Linked DNA regions of Mus musculus: region 1 is linked to region 2. A link is a contact called in public Hi-C data. All regions are on one chromosome and are shown on one strand. Each heading gives the region's core, a stretch centred on a gene start, on an enhancer-like site or on the middle of the called end of the contact. The rest is flanking DNA. Distances are from core to core; before and after follow the strand shown.

Region 1 (4,726 bases), core at 629-3,128, 52 kb after region 2:
CAGCCTGGAGAAGACTGGAAGACACCCTCAGCTCCACAGGCAGCAGGTGACTGATGGCTAGTGTGAATGCCCACCCACAATCATCTAGAGGGAGGACTCTGTAATGCAGTTTGTGTTCTAAAGTACCCACACACACACACACGTGAGGGAGGAGAGAGGTCTTTCTCAATTGCTTCACACACACACTCACACACACACACACACACACACACACACACACACACTCACATACACACACATGTATATATACGCACATACATACATATGCACATATATGCGTGTGTGTCTCTCTCTGTGTATATATGTGTCTGTATCTGTGTCTGTGTGTGTGTTTTGAGGCAGGGTTTCTCACTGAGCCTGGAGCTCAGTGATTGAACTAGGCTGGCCAACCAGCCATAGGTATCCCTTTGTCTCTGGCTCCCTGGTGCTAGTCCAAGGAATGCACTATGACATCGGGCTTTTTTATGTGGGTTCTGTGGATCAGACTCACAGCCACAGACTTTCACAGAAAGCACTTTCCCAAGTCAGCCCTGTCTCCAACCATGGACTTAATTTCATTCATTTATTTTTGGGAACAGGATCTCATGAAACTCAAGCTGACTTCCATGAAGCTAAGACTAACCTTGAACATCTGCTCCTCTTGAGAGTATAGGTGTATGCCACCATGACTGTCTTTTGGTTGGTTTTAGTGCTGGAGATGAATGTCAGGATGTTGAGCAAACTAAACCAGAGCTTTACCACTAAACCACACCACTAGCCTCCAGGAGATTCTAGGCAGGGGCTATACAACTGAGCCATGGCTCAGGCCTCTACTGAGCAGATTTCAAAAAATAATATATAGGCTGTAGAGTAGCTGGGCCATAGAATGTTTACTTAACAGGCATGAGGTTCTGGTTTTCAATCTCTTGTTTTACACACACACACACATACACACACACACACTCACACTCACACTCCAAACATCACTTACAAAAGACAAGATTCTCAGCATGTCCCTTATTCAGATGGGAAAACTGAGGCCCAGAAAAGGGACTCTGGGTTTCGGTCATGGGTCAGGAAGGGGCTCATGAGCTGAGGTGTGGCCTTTCTACAGTTTGTGCCAGTGTGTAAGTGTGAGTGGCTGCCTTTGGCCAAGTGTGAACAGAGAATAAGATAGCTTAGGCAGGTTCTGGTCCACGCTGAACAGCTGGGTGTTTGCATGAGCATTTGCAAGGGAGGCAGCCCCTGGTGGGTGTGATGCATGTCTCTTTATTCACCCAGGTGTGAACATGTGTGTGTTATGAACAGAAGAATGCTAGATTGTATGTCCCAGGGTCAGGAGAGGAATCAAGATAAGGGCTTTTGTTGTGCAAGCACAAGGACCTGAGCTCTAGTCCTGAGCACGGGTTCCTGTTACCCCAGCACTGTGGGAGGCAGAGACCAGAGGATCTGTGTGTGTGTGTGTGTGTGTGTGTGTGTGTGTGTGGTATGGGGGGGATGCTGCCCCAGTCTAGCTCCAGTTTCAGTGAAAGACCTTGTCTCAAGGAGTGAAATAGAGAACTCTGTTCTCTGGCTTCTGTGTGTACATGGATGTGTGCACTCATACACACACTTGCATACATCACACATACATGCATACAGGACTGTGTATTCACAGTGAAGCTCTGTATGTTTGTGCACACATGTGTTCATAGAGGGACAGCTCTGGGAGACTCCTCTAGATCTGGTACTGAACTCAAAGCCCTCAGTGGGTGAGGGAGGTACCCCACCAGCCATGGCCTGTTATTTATAGATAGACCCAGCTTCATAAATTTCAAATGTTTTTTTTTTATCTCCCTCACTGCCAGGCCCTTATAAATATTCATGAGTTTCCTGCCTTGGAATATCTGAGTAGTTGGGAGGAAGGGGGGCTGGCCGATCGAGGGCAAGGAGAGGGTCCCTGGTGGCACCAGGCGGGTGAGCTTGGGAGGACGGGGGTCCCTTTGGGTTTGTCTTCTCGCCTCCAGGGTTTCCTTCCAAGCCACAGCTGGCGAGATGGAGAAGGCTGGCCGCCAGGATGGAGTTCTTCCAGAGTCTGCTTTTATTCTTCCCTGGTGACTGTGGAAAAATACCGCCCACTCTGGGGCAGAGAAGGTGTCCACCCGGTTTTCTCAGCTCTAGCTGAAGCTCTGGGTGGGAATCTTAGTGCCCTAGGATCCCTAGCTACAGACGAGCAGGGAGTCCACACAAGAAGGTATCTGTGACTCCCAGCTCCATCCCATTGTTGGAAAGAAAGGGGTGATAAGACTGGGAAGGGGGCCCAGCAACAGGGCTCAAGAGGGAAAATGGTGCTATGGCCAAGCCCTACAAGCAGAGTTCAGTTCTTCGGATTTACAGGGTGGAAGAAGAGAACTGACTCCCCTGAGTTGTTCCCTGACTTCCTTACATGGGCCTGGCCGTGCATGCATACATGCACACATGTGTGTGTGCAAAAACAGAATAAATAAAGACTGAAGAAATAAAGCATACGTATGGGTGTGTGCATGTATGTGTGTAACATTGTGCATGTGTAAGAGAGACACCAAATTTTTGGAAAATATTCCAGTCCTAGGCCAGTGAGATGGCTCAGTGGGTAAAGGTGCTTGCTGCCAAGCAGGATGACCTGAGTGTCTTCCCAGGAACCACATGGAGGAAGGAGAGAACTGACTCCTACAGACTGTCTTCTGCCTTCCACATGCACACAATGGTATGCTTGCCTCCCACATAAATAAATGTACCATTTTCAAAATATATTCAAATCGTTTTTTTCTTGGATGCTTGGTAGGATATGCTTCCCAACAGTGGCCATGTGATTTCCTTCAGCCAATGGTGTGCATGTATCAGTGAGCTGTAGAAGAAAACTTCAAAAGCTGATGAGTTGGGCTGCGATGTTCAGTGGTAAAGTGCGCGACATGCAAGCATAAAGACCCGAGTTCAAATCTCCAGAGCCTACATAAAGCTGGACACAGTGGTGTACAACTGTAATCCCAGTGCTTCTACAGCGAGATGGGAGGTAGAGGCAGGAGAATCCCGTCCAGCCTGACATACATGGTGAGCAACAAAATGGAGACCCTGTCTCAAAAAGGTGAAAGGCAAGGACCAACAGCTAATGTTGTCCTATGCCCTCTGCTATGCATGTGCCATGGCCCATGTAAGGAGGTCAGAACACACACAACACATACACACATTAACACACTCACACACATCTACACACTCACACAATTCACTCACACAATGCATACACTCACACACTCTCACACACACACCACACACAACTCACACTCACACACACTTACATTCACATACTTACTCACACATACACATTCTCACACACACATAGCCACATACTCACATTCACACACTCACACTCACATACTCATTCACACACTCACACACCAAACATACTTGCTCACACACAAACTCACATACTCACAAACACACACTCACACACATGCATTCACATACTCATACACACTCACACACAATACAATACACACTCACATACTCACATACACATATACACATTCACACTCTCACACACACAACACACACTCACTCATACACACACTCACACACAATACATACTCACACAATACATTCTCTCTCTCTCACACACACACACACACACACACACACAAACACACACACACACACTCATACAATAAAAAAAATAAATAAATTAGAGGAGGAAAGATGTGCTTCATGGCTTCAGAGCTTTCAGCCCATTGCTTTGAGTCTAAGATCAAACGTGGCCGTGGGGATGGGGGCCACAGAAAAGCTGTTCACTAAGATCAAAAGGACACAAGAGATCCTCTTCTAAACACGGCCCTCATCCCTCATGCAGGCCCCACCTACTAACATCCCAGTCAGTTATAAACACATCTGGGGGTGAGATTAGCACCTTCACCATCCAATGGTCGCTCAGTAGCCCCACCTTCTGGGGAATAAGCCTTTAACACACAAATCTTTGGGGGGCATTTTATATCCAAATTATGTAGCCTAGTCTGGCCCTGAGTCCATATGCTCTTGCCTCCAAGGGGAGAGAGAGAGAGAGAGAGAGAGAGAGAGAGAGAGAGAGAGAGAGAGAGAGAGAGAGAGAGAGAGAGAGAGAGAGAGAGGTGTTGCATGCTGTAGTATAAATGTGGTTCCAAGCCAGACTGTCACCCCAGCACTTAGAAGGTGGAGGCAGAAGGATATGGCACTCAAGGCCAGCCTGGGCTACATAGAGAGTTTGAGGATAGACTGGCTGATGTAAGGCCCTGTCTCAAAAACACAAAACAAACAAACAACAGCAAAAACAGTTTAGAAATCAAGACACTCAACAGTTTATAAGAAATGGGTCAACAGCTAGGGAGAGAACACGTGGGCCCCATCCATCTCCCCAGGAAACACATCTTCTGGTTTGGAGGTGAGTTAGCCTTGTGTTTTAGCTATACTTAACTGCCAGCTTCGCACAACCTCAGGTCACTGGACGGATCTCAACCTGCCTGTGGAAATGTCTGGGGGCACTATCTGGATTGATGGTTGATGTAAGAGGGGCTCCAGCCTAGCCAGGCACAGTGGAACACATGTCTAATCCCAGCACTCAGGAGTCAGGGGCAGGTGGACCTCTGTGAGTTCCAGGCCAGCTTGGTCTACACAGTTCTAGAATAACCAAGGCTACAAAAACCAAAACAACAAAAACAAAAACCTGTCAAGAAAGGTTGAAAGAAAGAGAGAGAGAGAGAGA
Region 2 (4,311 bases), core at 891-3,390:
TGCATAAAATAAACCGTTTGTTTGTTTGTTAAGATTTCTGTGTAACAGCCCTAACTCTCCTGGAACTCCTTTTGTAGACCAGGCTGGCCTTTTGTAGATCCATCTGTCTCTGCCTCCCCAGTGCTGGGGTTAAAATCATGTGCTACCACATCCAGCAAAATAAACACTTTTAATGGGAACCTATGTGAGTGCATGGAGTATTTCTGGCTAGGAAGAGTGAGGCTTCTTATCTGGTCTATATTCTTCTATACTGGTTTCAGATAAGAAAGTAGCCTTATTAAGTCTGTCATGTCATTTTTTGCTATTATGGTTTGAACTCTAGGTCTGAGCTATTCTCACTTTCTTTTTTTTCTTTTCTTTTTTTTTTTTTTTTTTTAGACTGGGTCTTTCTGTGTAGTCCTGGGTGTCTTGGAACTCACTGTATAAACCAGGCTGGCTTCAAACTCACAAAGATGTTTGTGTGTCAAGTCCTCAGGCTTGGTAGCAAATGCTCTTAGCCACTGAGTGCTGTCCTTGGGCCCATGCTTTGCTACTGTAAGGCTCTATCATTGAGGTTAAGCAGTTCACAGTAAGTGGTAGAGCCTGGCTTTAAACCCAGTCGAATCTTGCTTCTAATCCCTTCTCATGAGTTCATGTCACTGAGTGCCATCTTTTTTAAGTCACACAGAGGTTTTCACTATTGGTGAACTCATTGAACCCCTCCCCCATCAGTGTCTTTGAAAATCATTAATTATCTAGGGCCAGCAAGACGGGTAACTTGCCACGAAGCCTGACAACTTTAGTTTGACCTCCAGAATCCCATGGTGAAAGGAGAGATCAGATTGCCACAAATTGTGCTCTTGACTACAGTTTTCTTGGCAGTATCCCTTATAAATGTAATCTTTTGTAAAGTAACTTTAAAAAAAAAAATTCTGGAGATAGGGTTTCTCTGTGTAACTCTGGCTGTCCTGGAATTCACTTTGTACACCAGCCTGGCCTTGAGCTTGGAGATCTGATTACCTCTGCCTTCCAAGTGCTAGGATTAAAGGCATTTGCCACCACCACTAGGCATAAAGTAACATTTTAAAGTTCTAATGTATATGAATGTTTTGCCTGCATGTATGTGTGAATGCATACTACGTTCAGGCCTGGTGAATTGAAAAGGTCTTGTGGAAGAGTAGCTAGGGCTCTTAACCACTGAGCCATCTCTCTAGCTCTACACAGATTTTTTTTTTCCTTTTGCTTGTTTGTTCGTTTGTTTGTTGAAACAAGGTTTCCTGTGAAGCCCTGTCTGTCCTGAAATTCACTTTGAAGAGCAGGCTGTTCTCGAACTCAGAGAATTGCCTGCCTTTGCCTCCTGAGTACTGGGATTGAAGGTACACACTAGCACACCCTTTTCCTTAGACTACCAATTGACTAAAACTGATCGTTGGAGCTGTCCACCCCCTCCTACTCCCTTTCCTCATCCTAGTGGTACCGCTCTCACCCATCAGTCACCTGCCTAGAAGCCAGGAGGAGCCCATGGAGAAGGAATAAGTCGAAGTAGGTTCTAAAAAAGACACGGAAAGTGGGTGAATGGACCAGTGAAATGGTTCGCCTTGTGAAAACCAAACGGGACTGGTTTCGCTTTGGACATTTGGGAAAAAACAGTGGGAAGAAGGAGAACTCAAAAGCCAAATTTAGGCTCTACATAGTTAGCCTCTGCATAGTTAGGCGCTGCATAGTCACCAAGGCAACTGCATTGCTATGGCAACGGCAAAGTACAGCAAAAGTACCTTGTATCTTAGTTCCTGCTGGCCACTTCCGCGCGGATGTTGGCGGACCTCCGAGAAAGGCTCAAGAAGGCCGGATTGGCTGCCTCAGGAGCCAGTCAAATAAGCTCTATTTTGTGGCCTAAGCGAACCAAGAGAGCCTTTTGACGCTTAGAGGGAGCCACTTTCCCGGTTGGAGCACCCAATAGACGTAGCTTCCAGACGAGCCAATCGGCAGTGGTGTTGGGAAGGTGGGAGGCTGTGTGTAGGGGCGGTCCGACCGCGGGGGAGTCCAATAAAAAGCTCGCGTGCTCGCGGCTCCGTGTTGCCGTCCAATTGGCGTTTCTATTGGACGAGCCAATCACCAGCGGCGCTGCTCTGGCGCGGGGTCAGAGCCGCGGAGGCGGAGCAGGCGCTGCGGCAGGAGGGAAGATGGCGGACGAGGAGAAGCTGCCACCAGGCTGGGAGAAGCGTATGAGTCGCAGCTCAGGTACCTCTTGGGGGTCGCCCGGGGCCAGGGCGGGGCCTCGCGAGCTCTCGGAAGTTAGGCTGGAGCTTGCCGAGACAGGCGAGTCTCATCACCGGCCTGATTCGGGCATGGAGATCTGGCCTCCTCCGCGGATAACGGGCCCGGAAAGCCAGAAACTGAGGTAGGAGGTGGGGCAGGCACAGACGCGCCCCCGTCCTCGCCCACCGCTGGGCTCCGGTGCTCAGAGGTGACGAGGCTGCACCTCGGGGCTCCCTTGAGAGGAAGAGATCCGGACTCAGTGCAGAGGGCGTGGGCCGCCCTGATCTGAGTTCTCCCGCAGCATCCGAGACACGTGCCTGCTCATCCCACCCCCCAACCCCCATCGGGACCCTGCGGCAGTGATGGCTTCTAACCAGGCCAGTTCGTCTCTGGGTCAAGCATGGTACCAAGCTCTTTGAAAGACTTTAAGTTCTTTCATAAGTCCACGTCGGTGTGGTCTCACGTTCTCCCACTCTCTCTCTCTCTCCCTCTCCCCCCTACCCTCCTCTCTTCTCTCCTCTCCTCTCTCTTCCTCTTCCCCTATCCCCACCCCCACCTCCATATCTCCCTCCCTCTTTTTCCTTGGCTTATTCTCTCCCTCCTCCTCCTCCTCCTCCTCCTCCTCCTCCTCCTCCTCCTCCTCCTCTCTGTAGCTACCCTCTTTCAAAAGAAGACTTGCTCTCATTTTTGAGGTGAGAGAAACTGAGGCCAGGACACGGAAAGAACTCATCTGATAATGCACTTCAGTTACTAGGAATGCCCTGGATTGCAATGATTTTTAATTTTATTTTTATTTTTACTTCTTTTGATCCCAAGCATAGCCTTCCTCGGTGTCAGTGGCAACGCCTAGAGTAGCCTACAAGGACCTCAGGTAGAGCTAGGGTCTCTGCAGCCTACAGAGCTCTCTCAGAATTCTTAGTTATTAAGCATCAGGGTTCTGGACACTGCTTATGGCTCTCTCTGAATTAACCCAGCTAGGTTTAATGTCATTCACTTTCCCCATTTTGTCGAGGGTGGATGTGGAAAGGTATTAGACAGAGCCTCATAAAGACAGGTTACTCTTGAATTCTTGGTCCCCTGCTTCAGCTCCCCCAAGTGCTGAAATTACAGGCATGCACCACTTTGCCCAATGTATTTATTGAGGCAGTCTTTATTAGTAAGACTATACTTAGTGTGTGTGCATGTGGAGAGCAGACAATAACTTGCAAGAGTTTTTTTCCTTCTACCATGCGTAACTCATATCCTCAGGCTTGGCTGCAGGCACTTACCCATTGAACCATTTTCTTTCTTTCCTTTTTAAGGCTGTGTGTGTGTGTGTGTGTGTGTGAGAGAGAGAGAGAGAGAGAGATAGCCTTGAACCTCTGGTGTCTACCGGGATTACATGACACAGATTAATTAGCTGAGGTAAAGTCTTACTGTGTAGCCCAAGCCGGCTTCCAGCTCATGGTCCTTCTGTTTCGCCTCTCAGCACTGGGACTAAAGTTCTCTGCCTTTATGCCCGGCTCTGATGACCTTATCCTCTGGCCCGGCTCTGCAGATGAGAAAGCTGAGGTTCACCGAGATGGCCTGTTGGGAAGGTTTTAGTTGGATTTAGCTCCTGTCCAGCTGTCCAGGCTGCTCTATTCCTAGTGTGGGGTTGTGACTTCTAGCGGAAACTTGTTTCTAGCTGGGTGTGGTGGCACACAGCTGTATTTCCAGCACTTACACAGAAGCAGGAGGTCTAGCTCATGGCTATCCTGGGCTACATAAACTTTTTTTTTTTTTTTAATACATGTATGGGCATTAGACTTGCATGTGTATTCCATATGCATGCAATACCCACAGAGAAGCCTGAAGAGGGTGCTAGACACCCTAGGACTAGAATTACAGGCAGTTGTGAGCCTCTAGGTGGGCACTGGAAATTGAACCCCAGTCCGATAGAAGCAGCTGGTGAAGCCTCCTGTAGTAAAACTCTTTTATACACACACACACACCTCTACCCCTGCCCGTCTGCCTAGCTATGGACCAGTCCCAATTCTTGCCATTTGTTCTCAGTAGAACTATGAAAGCCGCCCTTTCATGGGTAACACTCAG

The links. Hi-C and Micro-C count contacts between places; a contact is called where the count stands out from the background.
Region 1: a contact with region 2 is called in a Hi-C map of cerebral cortex, with 2.1 times the contacts expected there. The contact joins the enhancer-like site here to the promoter of Pin1 in region 2. A contact is called at or near these places in 2 of 15 datasets of contacts at CTCF or cohesin (embryonic stem cells and pro-B cells), 29 of 484 Hi-C or Micro-C datasets (the N1E-115 cell line, cerebral cortex, cortical neurons and 5 more), 10 of 115 datasets of contacts at active chromatin or transcription factors (the SCID.adh cell line, VIP interneurons, embryonic hindbrain and 3 more) and 3 of 9 other capture datasets (adipose tissue, liver and pancreatic islet).

Annotation. Positions count from the first base shown.
Region 1 is chr9:20,702,268-20,706,993 of GRCm38.p6, forward strand. The region is part of intron 1 of Olfm2 (olfactomedin 2); the gene reads right to left. Among named protein-coding and RNA genes, the nearest start is that of Olfm2, 22 kb to the right of the region's middle. Within about 2 kb of position 1,879, at least 33 of the 459 cell types and tissues checked have an H3K27ac peak or open chromatin away from gene starts, as enhancers often do. A contact at or near this core is called in VIP interneurons, cerebral cortex and cortical neurons, where this site is marked.
Region 2 is chr9:20,649,978-20,654,288 of GRCm38.p6, forward strand. Pin1 (protein (peptidyl-prolyl cis/trans isomerase) NIMA-interacting 1) reads left to right here and starts at 2,141. Exons shown (of 4, transcript NM_023371.4): 1 at 2,141-2,220. The coding sequence starts at 2,163.